Regions from separate parts of the Muntiacus reevesi genome. Here region 2 is linked to region 1. The links are chromatin contacts, called in public Hi-C maps. All regions are on one chromosome and are shown on one strand. The core of a region is the stretch at or near the end of the contact, and the rest is flanking DNA. Distances in the headings are between cores, read along the strand shown.

Region 1 (6,819 bases), core at 3,978-6,477:
CTGAACGTGAGGCCCTGGAGGCCTGGTGTGGGTGGGGCAGAGACAGCAGGAGAGAGTAACGTGGGGTGTGCCCAGGAATGAGACAGGCCCAGAGTCAGGGCCCTGCTGAGACAGGCCCACATGCCTGAGGCAGAGAAGCCAGCTGAAAGAGTTTGAGTCAGGAGGGACATGGCATGATCTGCTTTTATCCAGAAATTGGAGTTGAGGTCTGGCTGGTTTGTCTCAATGGGGGCCCAACTTTCCTTGAGAAAATAATGCTGGACATCAGTGTGGCTAGGCCTGACTCCAGATGAAATATTTCACTGAAGTATTTCAAGGGCACATGGCCTCTTGGCGTGGGGGTCATTAGCTGCGAAAGAACAGGATCAGACTTGGGTGCTCACAGGTGCCCTCTGGCTGCCATGGGGGGAATAGATTGGGGGGGGTGATCCAGGGTGGAGCTGGGAGATCAGTGAGAAATTGGTTGGGGCTGGACCAGGTGGGGGCCAAGGAAGTGGTGGGTAGTGACTGAAGATGTATTTTGAAAGGAGACCTGCCCAATGTCCCTCCAGAAAGTAGCCCTACTGTTTTAGGAGTTGTTGTTTATTTCTAAAATATTTATTTATTTATAAAACCATTGAAAGATTGCGTTTAGGGATGGGAGGGGAGTAGGAGTATTCGTTTCAGGTATTTATTTTAAAAATTTCAAAGCTAGGGCTTTCCAGTGGTCTAGAGGTTAAGAATCTGCCTTGCAATGCAAGGGATGACAGTTTGATCCCTGATCCAGCTCCGGGACCACAACTCTAAGCCTGTACTCTAAAGCCCTCGAGCCACAACTACTGAAGCCCGAGAACTCTACAGCCGATGCTCCGCAACAAGAGAAGCCACTGCAATGAGAAGCCTGTGCTGTGCTCTCCTTATTCGTTCAGTCGTGTCTGACTCTTTGCAAACCCATGGCCTGAAGCCTGAATACCACAGAGTAGCCCCCACATGCCACAACTAGAGAAAGCCCACGCACAGCAACAAGACCCAGTGCAGCCAAAAATAAATACTTTTTTTTTTTTTTATTTCAAAGCTTGGAAAACTTACAGGAATAGTAAAGTGATACCCATATTCCACTTTCCTGGATTCAGCAGCAATTGTTATTATTTTGTCATATTTGCTTCCTCTATCTCCCTATATGTTCACAGCGATGTACACAATATTATAATATTGTATATAAAATGTTTTATACTTGTGTAATTTTTTCTGAACCATGTGACAGCTGCAGGCATCATGAATTTAACACTTAGTAATTCAGTGTTTGGACTTCCAAGGTGGTGCTAGCAGTAAAGAGTCTGCCTGCCGATGCAGGAGATGTAAGAGACCCAGTTTCAATCCCTGGGTCAGGAAGATCCCCTGGAGGAGGGCATGGAAATTCACTCCACTATTCTTGCCTGGAGAATCCCATGGACAGAGCAGCCTGGCGGTCCACAGTTCATGGGGTCGAAAAAAGTGGGACATGACTGAAGCGACTTAGTGAAAGTGAAAGTGAAGTCGCTCAGTCGTGTCCGACTCCTTGCGACCCAATGGACTGTAGCCTACCAGGCTTCTCCATCCATGGGTTTTCCTGGAGTGGGTTGCCATTTCCTTCTCCAGAAGATCTTCCTGACCCAGGGATTGAACCCAGGTCTCCCGCATTGTAGGCAGATGCTTTACTGTTTGAGCCACCAAGCAACTTAGCACATAAGCAAATCAGTGTTTATATCCTAAGAATAAGAATATTCTCTTGTGTAACCACAACAAAACATTCACCCTTAGGAAATTTAACATGCATATGACATTATTATCTAATATTCAGGCAACATTCAAGTATTCTAGATTATCCCAAGAATATCCATCCTAACCCTTTTACCATTTTTTGAAATTTTTATCAAGGATCCAATCAAGAATCAAAGACTGATTTTAGTTGTCTTCTATCTTTTGTCTCCTTCAACCTAGAACCATTTACCAGTCATTTATTCATTTAATTAATGGATTGAATTTGCCTTTCATGACATGGATCTGTTTGAAGAGTCCAGACCATTTTGTTTTTGTTTTTTAAAGAATGTCCCTCCATCAGGTTGTGTCTGTTGTTGTTGTTTTTTTCCTAGTAATTAATTTGAGCAAACTCCGGGAGAAGGTGAAGGACAGGGAAGCCTGGCATGCTGCAGTCCAGGGGTTTTAAAGAGTCGGACACAACTGAGCGACTGAACAACAACCATCAAACTCAGATTAAGCACTTCGGGCAGGACCAGGTTCTTCGAAGGTGATGTGTCTTCCTGAGTAATACGTCACAGTAGTAACAGTGAGGACAGCCTATTCTCTCAGTGGTCATACCTTTTTATCACTTGGTTAAGGTAGTGACTTCCAGCTTTCTCCACTGCACCTTTTCCAAGGTAACTTTTTCTCCGCTGAAATTAACAAGTGATATGTGGGCTGGTTCTTTGACAGTAAATATCTACTGCCCCATTTAACAAAGCATTGTCTGAATCAATCATTCCTCTAGTGGAAGACAAATGGTGCTTTTCTAACCTGATCTTTCCTTCTGCATCTATTAGTTGGCATTCCAGAACTCCACCCCCAACTCCCCACACACAAGGGTAGAGGCAGCATTCAAATCTGAGCTCCTAATGGAGGCGTGGGGGACAAATTGAGAGAGAAACACTGACACATAAACACTATCACGTGTAAAATAGGCAGCCAGTGGGAAGCAGCTGTATTACAAGGGAGCTCAGCTCAGTGCTCTGTGACGACCTCGACGGGTGGGATGCGGGTGGGTGGGAGGAGTCTCAGAGGGAGAGGATATATGTATACTTATAGCTGACTGTTGGACAGCAGACACCAACACAACATTGTAAAGCAACTATCCTCCAATTTAAAATAAATATTAAAAAAAAAAAAAAATCTGAGCTCCTCGCCAGCTGGGCCTCCCAACTTCTTGAGCTATAAAATCAAGAAGGAAGGAGATACCCAGTGTTGCTCTGTGCCCTTGGGCAACCTGCTCGCCCTTCCCTGGGCACTTCCTCATCCGTCAACAGGTGGCTTCAGGTGGATTCCACTCAGGACTCTGTTGTCCCCATGTCACACATACCGTCTCTCCAGCTGTGTAGAAGGAAGCAGCTCAGATGTCAGGCACAAGCAGCACAGTGGACACAGTCCCACAGAGAGCACTGGCCCAGCCAGAGGCAATCGATAGCTCAGTGGGGGTGGCAGAGGTCAGCAGAACAGGAAGAGAAGGACAATAGCTGTGCCTGCTGCCACAGCAGTTTCAGTATTTGCCAGCTGGGTGGGGCTGGCCAGGCAGCCCTCAGCAACAGCCCAGGGCCCACTCTCCCCTTCACTTTATCACTCAGGCCCTAACCCAGCTGGAATGTGCAGCAACTCACCTCACCCAGGGAACTGCAAAGACTCAATCATTCCAGGAGGCTTGAACAGTTGAAGTCTCCAAGAACTACAACTCCCAGAACACACAGTGAATCCCTGATCTGGCCCCAGCTGTCCGAGTGGCTGGGTTGTTCCTAGAACAAGGAAATCTCATCTGTCCTGGGAACTGACTGTCCTGGCCTGTTGTTGTTCAGTCACTAAATAGTAGCTGACTCCTTGCAACCCCATGAACTGCAGCACGCCAGGCTTCCCTGTCCTTCACTATCTCCCAATAGTGAGATCATCAAAATCATGATTTGCTCAAAATCATGTCCACTGAATTGGTGACGCCATCCAACCATCTCATGTTCTCTCGCCCCCTTCTTCTCCTGCCCTCAGTCTTCCCCAGCATTAGGGTCTTTTCCAGTGAATCGGCTGTTTGCATCAGGTGGCCAAAGGTGGAGCTTCAGTATCAGTCCTTGGAATGAGTATTCAGGGTTGATTTCCTTTAGAATTGACTGATTTGATCTCCTTGCTGTTCAACAGACTCTCAAGAGTCTTCTCCAGTACCACAGTTCGAAACCATCACTTATTCAGTGCTCAGCCTTCTTTATGGTCCAGCTTTCACATCTCTACATGACAAGTAGAAAAACCACAGCTTTGACTATACAGTCTCTGCTTTTTTTTTTTTTTAATCTGCTGTCTAGGTTTGTCCTGACCCGGGAAAGGTGCATTTGTGTCTTTGTTTCTTGTACCTGCGTCTGCCTAAGAAATCCCAGTTACAAGCCAAACCTGGAGATGGTGAGATTACCTAGTTCTTTCATCCACATATGTATACTGAAACCCTGCTCTGTGCCATTCTCAGGACTGGAGGGTGGAGGACGGAGGGGCAACAGAGATGAAGGAGACAGACTCGTGAATGTCAGCTCCCTGAGGGCTGAGACTTGGCCTGGCTGGGTATCTTTTGTAATCTAGCACATAATATGTGCTCAATAAATATTCGCTGGTCAACCAGCAAGCGGACAGACCGTTTTGCCTTTGTCTTTCGTTCCACTGCAACCTAAAGATGCTTTGCTAGCTGCGTTGCAAGCTCCTTCGCTATTGTTCTCTCCTAAAGAGTATTGTATCTCTCTGTCCGCCCTCCAAGCCTCTGCATGCCCTGTTCCCTTTACTAAGAGAACATTCATTCAGCTTACTCGTAGACGTATCTGTTGAGATAGGACAGAGCCTGGCACGGGGCAGGAGCGACTTAAATATTTGATGAGTAAATGAATGAATGAATGCCCTTGTCCATTGTCCATCCAGGACGCCGGACACGCGGGACCCTCCCTATTCATCTCAGTCCCCCGCCCACCCGCCCAGAATGAATACATCTTTTTATCTGCCCTGAGGATGGCCAAGCTGGGGCATGGGCAGGCCGAGTGGAGGACTGAATTAGGGATCGCCTTTGGCTCCCTCCGAGTATTCTAAAGGGTTCCCTTTTCTGGACTTTGGAAGTTTGTATCCTTTCCCCCACCCCCCACCCCCAAACTCAGTATCGGTCACCTGACTTCCACGACTAGCCCCCCCGCCTCTTAGCACCCACAGCACCCCACACGGACACTTAGCCAAGAACACGTGGTCCAGGGGCCTCAGCTTCCCATTGGCCGCTGGCCTCCTTCCTCCCAGAGATTGGCTCGGGCTCGGCCTCAGCTCCCCCTTCCGCAGCCTCGCGGTGGTACAGCCCGCCGCGGCTTAGGAGGGGCGGGAAGGTCCAACGCTCCGCGGCGCGGGGGAGGTGTCGTGAAGAATCGAGTGAAGCTCAGGGATCCCTCTGGAATGTTTCCTTCGGGTTCCACCCGAAGCGGGGCGGCGTGGAGTGGATTGGCCGCGAGCGCCGAGCGGCCGCTTCTGATTGGCCAGTTGCGGGTGCCGGCCCCGCCCCCTGGCGGTGGCTGCGGGAGAGGCCCGGGCCAGAGTTTGCGGAGGGCCGAGCTGGGCGAGCCGGTCGGCGGCTACAGAGGCGCAGGTGAGTATACCCTGCGAGGCGCGGCGGGGCGGGGGGTCCATCGCGGCCGCTCGCGGGGACCCCGGAGCAGACCTGCGAGATCGCGGACCCGCGGGGATTCGGCCGATCCTGCGGGGTGGGGCCGGCCCCAGAGCGGGGTGGAGGGGCGGGGCGGGGGGAAATCTCTGAGTCCCCTTCCCCGAGGACCGCCTGCCTTCCCTCTAGGGGCAGGGGTGAACGCCTCCCGGCGCCGGGATGGCATCTCCAGCCGCACCCCAGCCCCCTGCACCTCTGGAGAGTTCCCGTCCTGGCGGGGACAGGCGCAGGGTAGGTATTTCGGGCAAGTCCCAGAAGCTGGCCTTGTCCCAATCGTCCAGGGCCTGGGGAGGGGGTGGGGTGCGCCTTGGGAGAACCGAGGTCCCGATTGTAATAATGAAAAAAATCACCCGGGCTAGCATTCATTGAACACTTCCGTGTCAGGTATTTACCATGCGGATCATTGAATCACCCCTCATGGAAGTTGCTGTTACTTCTTTCAGAGGTGAAGCAGCAGGCCCAGAGAGGTGGAGTGTCTTGCCTAAGGTCACACAGCGAGTAAGTGGCAGATGTGGGACTCAAACCCATGCCTCAGAGTCCAGAACTGGAATCTCCGCCACTAGACTAGGTATCCAGTGGCTTCAGGGCTCAGGTGTTTCTGACCAGCTCCTCCCACTCCATTCCCTCCAACTAGACACACCATCTGGGGCACACCTGCTGGTCGTTGCTTTCACCAGCTGCTCAGACAGGAAGCTGCCCCCATATCCCTTTTCCCCAAAGCTGGAAAAGCAAGGCCAGAATACTGGGTCCTGAGAAGAGAGTGACATCTGTGGGAGAGATAGGTGGGTGGCAGGGAGCCACCGGGGTCCTGTGGCTGCTGGGCCCCCCAGGAGGCCTGGGCCCCAGATAGTAGGCATTCTCCCTGGGAACACCCATGAGCCGGTTTTTCAAGACTGATTCAGAGGCCTCCCGCCCTCGTCTTCCAAGCAGTACACTGCCGAAAAGGGGAGCATGGGCGTGGTGTCCCCTCCCCTAGCTTGCGTGAGCTCTCAGGAACCCCCTTCCCCATTTCCTGCTCCTCCCATTGCAACTCTGTGTGGCTGTAGGCTCGTTAAGTTCCGGGCCCTTCCCAGTGAAGAGAGGGTAGGGATGTGGGATTCCAGCCAGCCTGCTCAGTGCCACGAGCTGAATTGAAGCTCATTTTCTCCATACCTGTGTTCAAGTTTAAGGGGAGACTGGGAGTGTGGTGGGGAGGTGGCAGCTTGAAGCTGTACAGTAGGCATGTTCTGAGCATAGGGGGGCTCGGAGAGTAGTCAGAATGCAGGCATAAGACACATTATTCATTCTGTACGTATTTATTAAGCATCTACTATGTGCCAGGTGGGCTTCCCTAGTGGCTCAGTGGTAAAGAATCCTCCTGCCAACGCAGAAGA
Region 2 (6,878 bases), core at 3,588-6,087, 280 kb after region 1:
GGAAACAGCTTAAATAACAAGCAAGAGGTGGATGGATAAGTAAATTCTGTCTCAACTTTCTGTGATCACGCAAGCATTCTTTATTGGAGTTGTCTAATGTGGCAGCCACAAGCCATGGTGTCTATTAAACACACGAAGTGTGGCGAAGTAACCCTTCATTTAAATTTTCATTTAATTTGGATTAACTGGAAAAAAAATAGCCACACAAGGCTAATGGCTACCACATCACACAGCAGAGCGATACAGCAGGGAAAATAAATGACTGGAGCTATACATGTGTCACAAATACATCTTAAAAGTATTATGCTTGACTAAAAAAAAGCAAGCTTCAGAAGGCAGGGCTGGCACCAGAGGCAAGCTAGGTGTCTAGAGTGAAAATTTTAGGAGGCACTCGCCTTCAGTCATGCAAGTACAGTTTGACACTTGTGTGACTTGGAGGGTAAGTGTCTCCTTAAATGTTGTGCCCTTGCTCTTCCTCCCCTTAATTCCAGCCGTGATGGGGTTAAGTCTGGTATGACACTGCGTTGGGGGTCCCTAAGATAGCCCCTAGCTTCTATGATTCATGAGGAGGATTCATAGAATTTAGCATCTAGCCTACTCAAGGTATGATTTTGTTTGGGTTTTTGTTTTTGGCTGCACCATGCAGCATGTGGGATCTTTGTTCCCTGACCAGGGACTGAAACCATGCCCTCTGCCACGGAACCACGGAGTCCTAATGACTGGACTGCCAGGGAATTTCCCAGGCGATGATTTCTTACTGTAAAAGGACACAAAGCAAAATCGGCCAAGAGCAAAGGTGCATGGGGCAAAGTCTGGAGAAAACCAGGTTCAAGTCCTTTCCTGGTGAAGTCACAAGGGACTCCCCGAGTTCCTACAGCAGAGTTGTGACAACACGTGTGAAATGTCTACCAGGAAAGCCCAGTACCCAGGGTACCTGGGGCAGATCAAGTTTCAAACTTCAAGACTCCAGAAGGAAAGCAGGTGTTGGACACAAACCACATTGTTCGTACAGTTTAGGCACCACGAGCCACTTGTATCATTTAGGGAGTGGTGGGAACACTCCTGAAATCCAAATTCCTATACACCAGGCAGGACCAACCTTGCAAATAGGCCTTTCTAAGGACAGCGGTCTCAGGTCTGATACAGTTAACTCTTTTGTGTACAGCTATCACTTCTGTAGGGCTTCCCAGGTGGTGCTAGTAGTAAAGAACTCTGCCTGCCAATGCAGGAGACGCAGGTTTGATCTCTGGGCCAGGAAGATCCCTTGGAGGAGGGCATGGCAACCCACTCTAATATTCTTGCCTGGGGAATCCTGTGGACAGAGGAGCCTGGTGGACTACAGTCCAAAGGATCGCAAAGAGTCAGACACGACTGAGGTGAGTGAAGTGAATGGAGAGTGCCCACCACTCCCTAAATGATACAAGTGGTTCGTTGTGCCTAAACTGTACAATGCGGTTTGTGTCCACAACTGCTTTCCTTCTGGAGTCTGGAAGTTTGAAACTTGATTAGCCCCCTCCTGCCCCAAGTACCCTGGGTACTGAGCATTCCTGGTAGACATTTCACACAGAGTTGTTGTCACAACTCTGCTGTAGGAACTCAGGAGTCCCTTGTGACTTCACCAGGAAAGGCCTTCTGGAAGCTTGTGCCTGGTTTTCCCCAGACTTTGTAGCAGCATCATTTCTATAAAGTTGTAGAACGTGACATACAATACTATATATAGTTTAAAGACATCTATTAAAGATGTACAAGCAGGTACAGAAAAATAAACAAACACTAAATCCAAGATTATAGTTACATGTGAAAAAAGGGAAGAACAGGTTTGAGGCAGGGATATATAAGGCCTTTCAATTACATCCCTAATGTTTTACTTCTTAAGCTGGGTAAGGAGTAAAAACGTACTTTGTTATAGCATTTCTTATTCTTTTTTGAGTGAGTACACCTGAAATATTAAGAAAAATGATGACTATGCACTGCTAATGTTTCTTGTTTATGAAGTACTTTTCACACTCCAGGTATCATGTAAGCCCTTTATATAGATTTATTCTTTTTTAAAAACAATCTACTGGAAACTTCCCACATGTGAGGTCCTATGCTAAGCTCTGGAAATACACTGAGAGGTCTGTATGAGACAGGTGGGATCACTGTCCACAACCAGCTTTCAATCTACTGAGGGATGATAAGAGTTCCCTGGTGGTCTAGTGGTTAGGATTTGGGGCTTTCACTGCTGTGGCCCAGGTTCAATCCCCAGTCAAGGAACTGAGATCCCACAATCCATGCAGCAGAGCCAAAAAAAAAAAAAAAAAAAAAAAAATCAACATATCTACAGATTCTGATAAGTACTCCTAATAAGCAGGCTTTCGTGATTAATGAAAGTCTAGTTTAACTAGGGTGGTCCAAGAAGGCTTCTCCTGGAGAGACACCTGAGGTGAACCATATATGAGGAGAATGAGACAGCCAATTATCTAAAGGAAACACATTCCAGGCAGAGGGAACAGCAAGTGCAAAGCCATGCAGCAGGAATAGTTTGGTGTGTTTGAAAGACAGGAAATAAAGCCAGCAGGGCTTGGGAGTGGTGACAAGAGGGAGACTGGCAGATGAGGTCAGTTGAGGCCACTGTGCAGGGCCTCCTAAGCCACAGTGAAGATCTTAAGTTTCATCCTAAGTATGATAAGCCTTTGAAGGTTTTAAGCAGAGTAATGACATGATCTGGTTTACAACTGAAGATTACTCAGCCAGCTGTAGAGAGAAGACATTATAGACAGAGACATAATGCTTGTGACTGATGAACTTTTCAGGGGCTATGAAAATGTTGGGGCTGAGGATAAAGGAAAAAAACTTCCACGATGCAGAAAGAAAACTACAAAGTTGTAATTAATAACTGTTTAATATCTAGAAAACAAAACAACTTCATCAAATTTCATATTTATAAGCAACTGAATTACATTTGGAAATAATTTGAAAATTTGATCTTCTCAAGTCACAAAAATTCCTAAGGATGCCCAATGACTGCCAAGAGCCCAGAGCCAATCATAAAGGGAATTTTCCTGCAGCCAAATTGTTTCAATGGGGGGAAAAATCTTTTTAATCCTACTTAATTTGAGATGGCGATACAAAAAAAAAAAGAGAAAATATTCTGAGCATCATGAGGCTACAAAGGATGGATAAGAAATGCTAGCGGCTTGAAATGTACTGTTCAGGCTTACGTTCTACGAATTTGAAGGCTGTTCAGGGGGCTCTTGGATTCTCCCAGAAGACATCTGAGGAGAGACTTGAATAACGAGGCACCAGAAAAGAGGTGGGGGGTGTCATGTCAGATTTTATGAAACAAAAAGAAGGTCAGTTTGGCTGAAGTTGGTATTGGCTATCCAATATCGGAAGCCACAGGGGATCACAAGCAACTGAATGTGGCTAGTACCACTGTGAAACAGAACATTCCACGTCGCTTAACTTTCATCAATTAATATCTCAATTTATCACTGACATGAGATTGGGTTCATGAGAAATTTTAACGTATGCTGGGAAACATTTGGGCATGTGAATCTCCCTTTCAACTGTAAGTTTTATGAAACCTCAACTATTTCCGGTGAAAACGTAGCGTCCAGATCACAGATGTGTAACGTGTAAAACACACAGGTCTTCAAATCGTTAATACTAAGTAACAAGATAAAAGATACCTCAGGTTCGTGTTTATTTTAATACCGATCACATGTTGAAATGATATTGTGGCTATACTACATTAAGTTTAACATATTAAAATATATATTTATTTTTTAACGTGGTTACTAAAGAAAATTATAAGATTAGGTTTGTTGCCGTCGGTGGAAGCGGAGCGAGGGAGTGCGGAGGTCCCTCGAGTCTTCCAGACAGGGGGCGACGGTGGTCCCGCCTACGCCTGGGAGTGGAGAGAAGTTTCTAGATGTATTATGTAGTCATAAGTCAGGCCAGTAAATTTTCATGACCCCGTTCAATGAGCAAGAAAACGAGGCCTCGGGTGGTGCGTGGCAGAGGCCGGATTCCAAATCCCATTTAGGGCCGTCCACCTGAAACCTCCCCAGAGGCTCTCGAGTAAGAACCTGATTCGAACCAGGCCCGACCGGGTACCGGGCCCCAGAGCGCCGCGTTACCGCGGCACCGTCTCCCCTCAAGGGTGAGTTAAACGTTCACAACGTTCACAACGGACTCCCAGGCTGCTGGGCCTGCGGGGCCAGGAGCCCCTTAGAGAAACTTCCGGCAACGCTCACCTGCTGACAGACGCCGATGCCGCAAACGCTGCTCCTTTCTCTTCACACTCTTCTCAACAGCTTTAGCGGTCGACTTCCGCTCCACTTCCACGAATCCCCGGCCGAGTCTTCTCTTCTCCCGCCCCCGCAGCCAATTCAGCCAATCATCTCTCAGAAAGCCTGCCTTATCTCCGCCCCATTTCTGCCTGCCAATCACTGCAAGTCCAGCGCCGCCCTTCCTTCCCGCTTAAGCGAGCGCAGTGCGCCACCACTCGGCGGTTGACTGCGCTGCCCCCAGCTGGAAGGGTCTCCCGGAAAGGCGGGGCTAATCGCGGACGGCGCTCTGACCCCGCCCAACCCGCCCTTGACATCCGAGTCGGAGACTCTGGGGATTGGTTCCCCGCGGACACCAAAGAAGCCTAGAGACGGTCCCGCCTCCCTCGCTTATCCCTGAGATGGAGCTCCACGGATTGGTCCCAGGAGTCTCGGCGCGCGCCGACCGGCGCTCCAGGATTGGCTGAGGAAGCGCTCGCGCATTCCTGGAGCGTTGACGGTGATTGGCCGTAGGGTGAGAGCCGGCTATTTGAAGGAGGCGCGCGGACTAGATACGCACTTCAGATCGCGGTCAGAGGAGGCGGGAGTGGACTTGGACTAAGCTTCTCCTCTAACCCAACAGGACCCAGCCGCGGGCTCGGCCCCAGCTCTGGCCTCAGCCGCGACCCGACGAGGCGATGGCTAAAGTGTCAGTATTGAACGTGGCGGTGCTGGAGAATCCGAGCCCTTTCCACAGCCCTTTCCGGTTCGAGATCAGCTTTGAGTGCAATGAGGCCCTGGCAGACGGTGAGATTGGGCCCTTGTGGAGGCCCCACACCCCTGAGCTAACCCCGACCTCCCTTTGCAGACAAGCCTGAGGCCAACCCTGCCAAACACACCCCTTTCTCCCCCTCCCCCAACCGCGATCTCCCTTGAACCAAAGCCCGCCCACCAGCCCCAACCCCCGCTTGGAGACTACCCCTATCCCACCCCACCCCCATGGTTACTCCTCTTTTCCCCTAGTGGAGACCATTTCATCCCCCTCTTTCGCCTGGGACGTTCCTCCTGAGCACCTGTTTTCTATGTAGAGACCTCAGCCTCCCCATCTTCTATTTCTGTATGGGCAGACTACCATTCCAGCCACCCAACCTCCCCCACCAATCCCCTCTCCCCTGTGGTGAGACACTCCCACCTCACTCTTTTCCTGTGGAGATCTTAAGTTCTAGCCCCCTGCCATGTCCCATTTGAAAACCGCAGCTTCCTCCCCCATTTTACCTGTGAATATCCTCCCTCTCTGGCAAGACCTCACGCATCCTTATCGCCCCATTTGTCTCCCCATAATATCTCCTACCTGTTGATACTTAACCCCAACCCCTGCACACACACACACACCTTGTTTTCTACCTCAAAGCACATACCCTAGAACCTGACTTCCCCCCTTAATCTGGCCCCAACCCTCTACTCCCTCAAGAGAGGCATGACCTGGCTTCATGCTCCAGTGTTTAAGGATAATCTGGTCTCCCCAGCTCCTCTTCCTTCCTCCTCCCTGACTGTGGGCTTCAATGAACACACTCAGATCTGAGGAGTGGCATGGCCAGGCAGACGTTAGCTGGTTCCTACTGTTGGCCTGCTGGATTCCTGCTGACCCACTGCAGCGAAGCTTGCAACACTTCTGATGGCCTGACCTCGACTTGCGCGGTGTGGGGTGGGTGTGCCAGGCCGAGCCATGGTGATGTTTGGCTTCAATCTGGGAGGTCACAGCCTTTTGTGCATCTTTTCCAAGGTGCTTTCACAGATGTGCTTATTCATCCCTGTGACAAAAGGCGGACATGGCTCTCATCTCACAGATGAGAAGGCGGGAGCCACAGAGAGTAAAAGACCTTTCAAGTAAAGGTCTATAAAAACCGGAAGATCTAAGGTCGTTCAGCGAGTCTTGGCACCACTTTCAGGAGGAAGTACTTCCATTAGATCTCTTCTCCACTCCGTGGTTAAAAGAGAAGAGACGGCCTTTAAGGAGGTAGCGATCTGGAAGACCAGGCTGTTCTAACTAGCACCTCTCGGTGGTTGTGGGTGGTTTGCCTGCAAATGGGCTTCTCCAACTAGCATGGCTTTGAAGAGTTTCTCGATGTTGGTGTGCTTGGGTGGGGCCATTGGATCAGTCCCTGCTTTCTCTCCTTTTTAAATCAAGGAGTCATTCTACTTATGACTAACTATAGAATATGCCCAGTTAAATCCTTTCTGGAACAAGGCGGGGTGTAAATAAATAAATAAAGTGTAGAATGACCCTGTGGAATAAGATTTAATTTTAAAGCCAGGAGATGTAAGGAGCTAATAGTTGAAGGGATTCATAGTTCCCAGATGGCAGGAGATCAGGTTTCAATCAGCCTGTTTGTGCTCCTGGCATTTAAAAATGGTTGCATGGTCATTATCTAGTACTTTCATTCCTGCAAAGCTCCTGCCCTGTTACTTTACTAATCTGTTTATAGAATCAGGAGAGTCTAAAGTCAACCTGCTGGTCATTGTTTTTTATTTGTGTTGTATTTTATTGAAGATTTATTTATTATTGGCTGAGCTGGATCTTGGGTGCTTTGCTCAGGCTTTCTCTAGTTGGGGTGAGCAGTGACA

The links. Hi-C and Micro-C count contacts between places; a contact is called where the count stands out from the background.
Region 2: a Hi-C map of muscle shows a contact between it and region 1, with 5 times the contacts expected there. The contact joins the promoter of ASF1B here to the promoter of GIPC1 in region 1. A contact is called at or near these places in 2 of 3 Hi-C or Micro-C datasets (blood and muscle).

The regions. Positions count from the first base shown.
Region 1 is chr1:189,780,965-189,787,783 of mMunRee1.1, forward strand. GIPC1 (GIPC PDZ domain containing family member 1) reads left to right here and starts at 5,228. Exons shown (of 10, transcript XM_065917586.1): 1 at 5,228-5,371; 2 at 5,576-5,677; 3 at 5,831-5,944.
Region 2 is chr1:190,063,157-190,070,034 of mMunRee1.1, forward strand. ASF1B (anti-silencing function 1B histone chaperone) reads left to right here and starts at 4,838. Exons shown (of 4, transcript XM_065932046.1): 1 at 4,838-5,060. The coding sequence starts at 4,952. It overlaps LOC136165861 (a long non-coding RNA gene), which reads right to left and starts at 4,358. Exons shown (of 3, transcript XR_010662836.1): 1 at 4,242-4,358.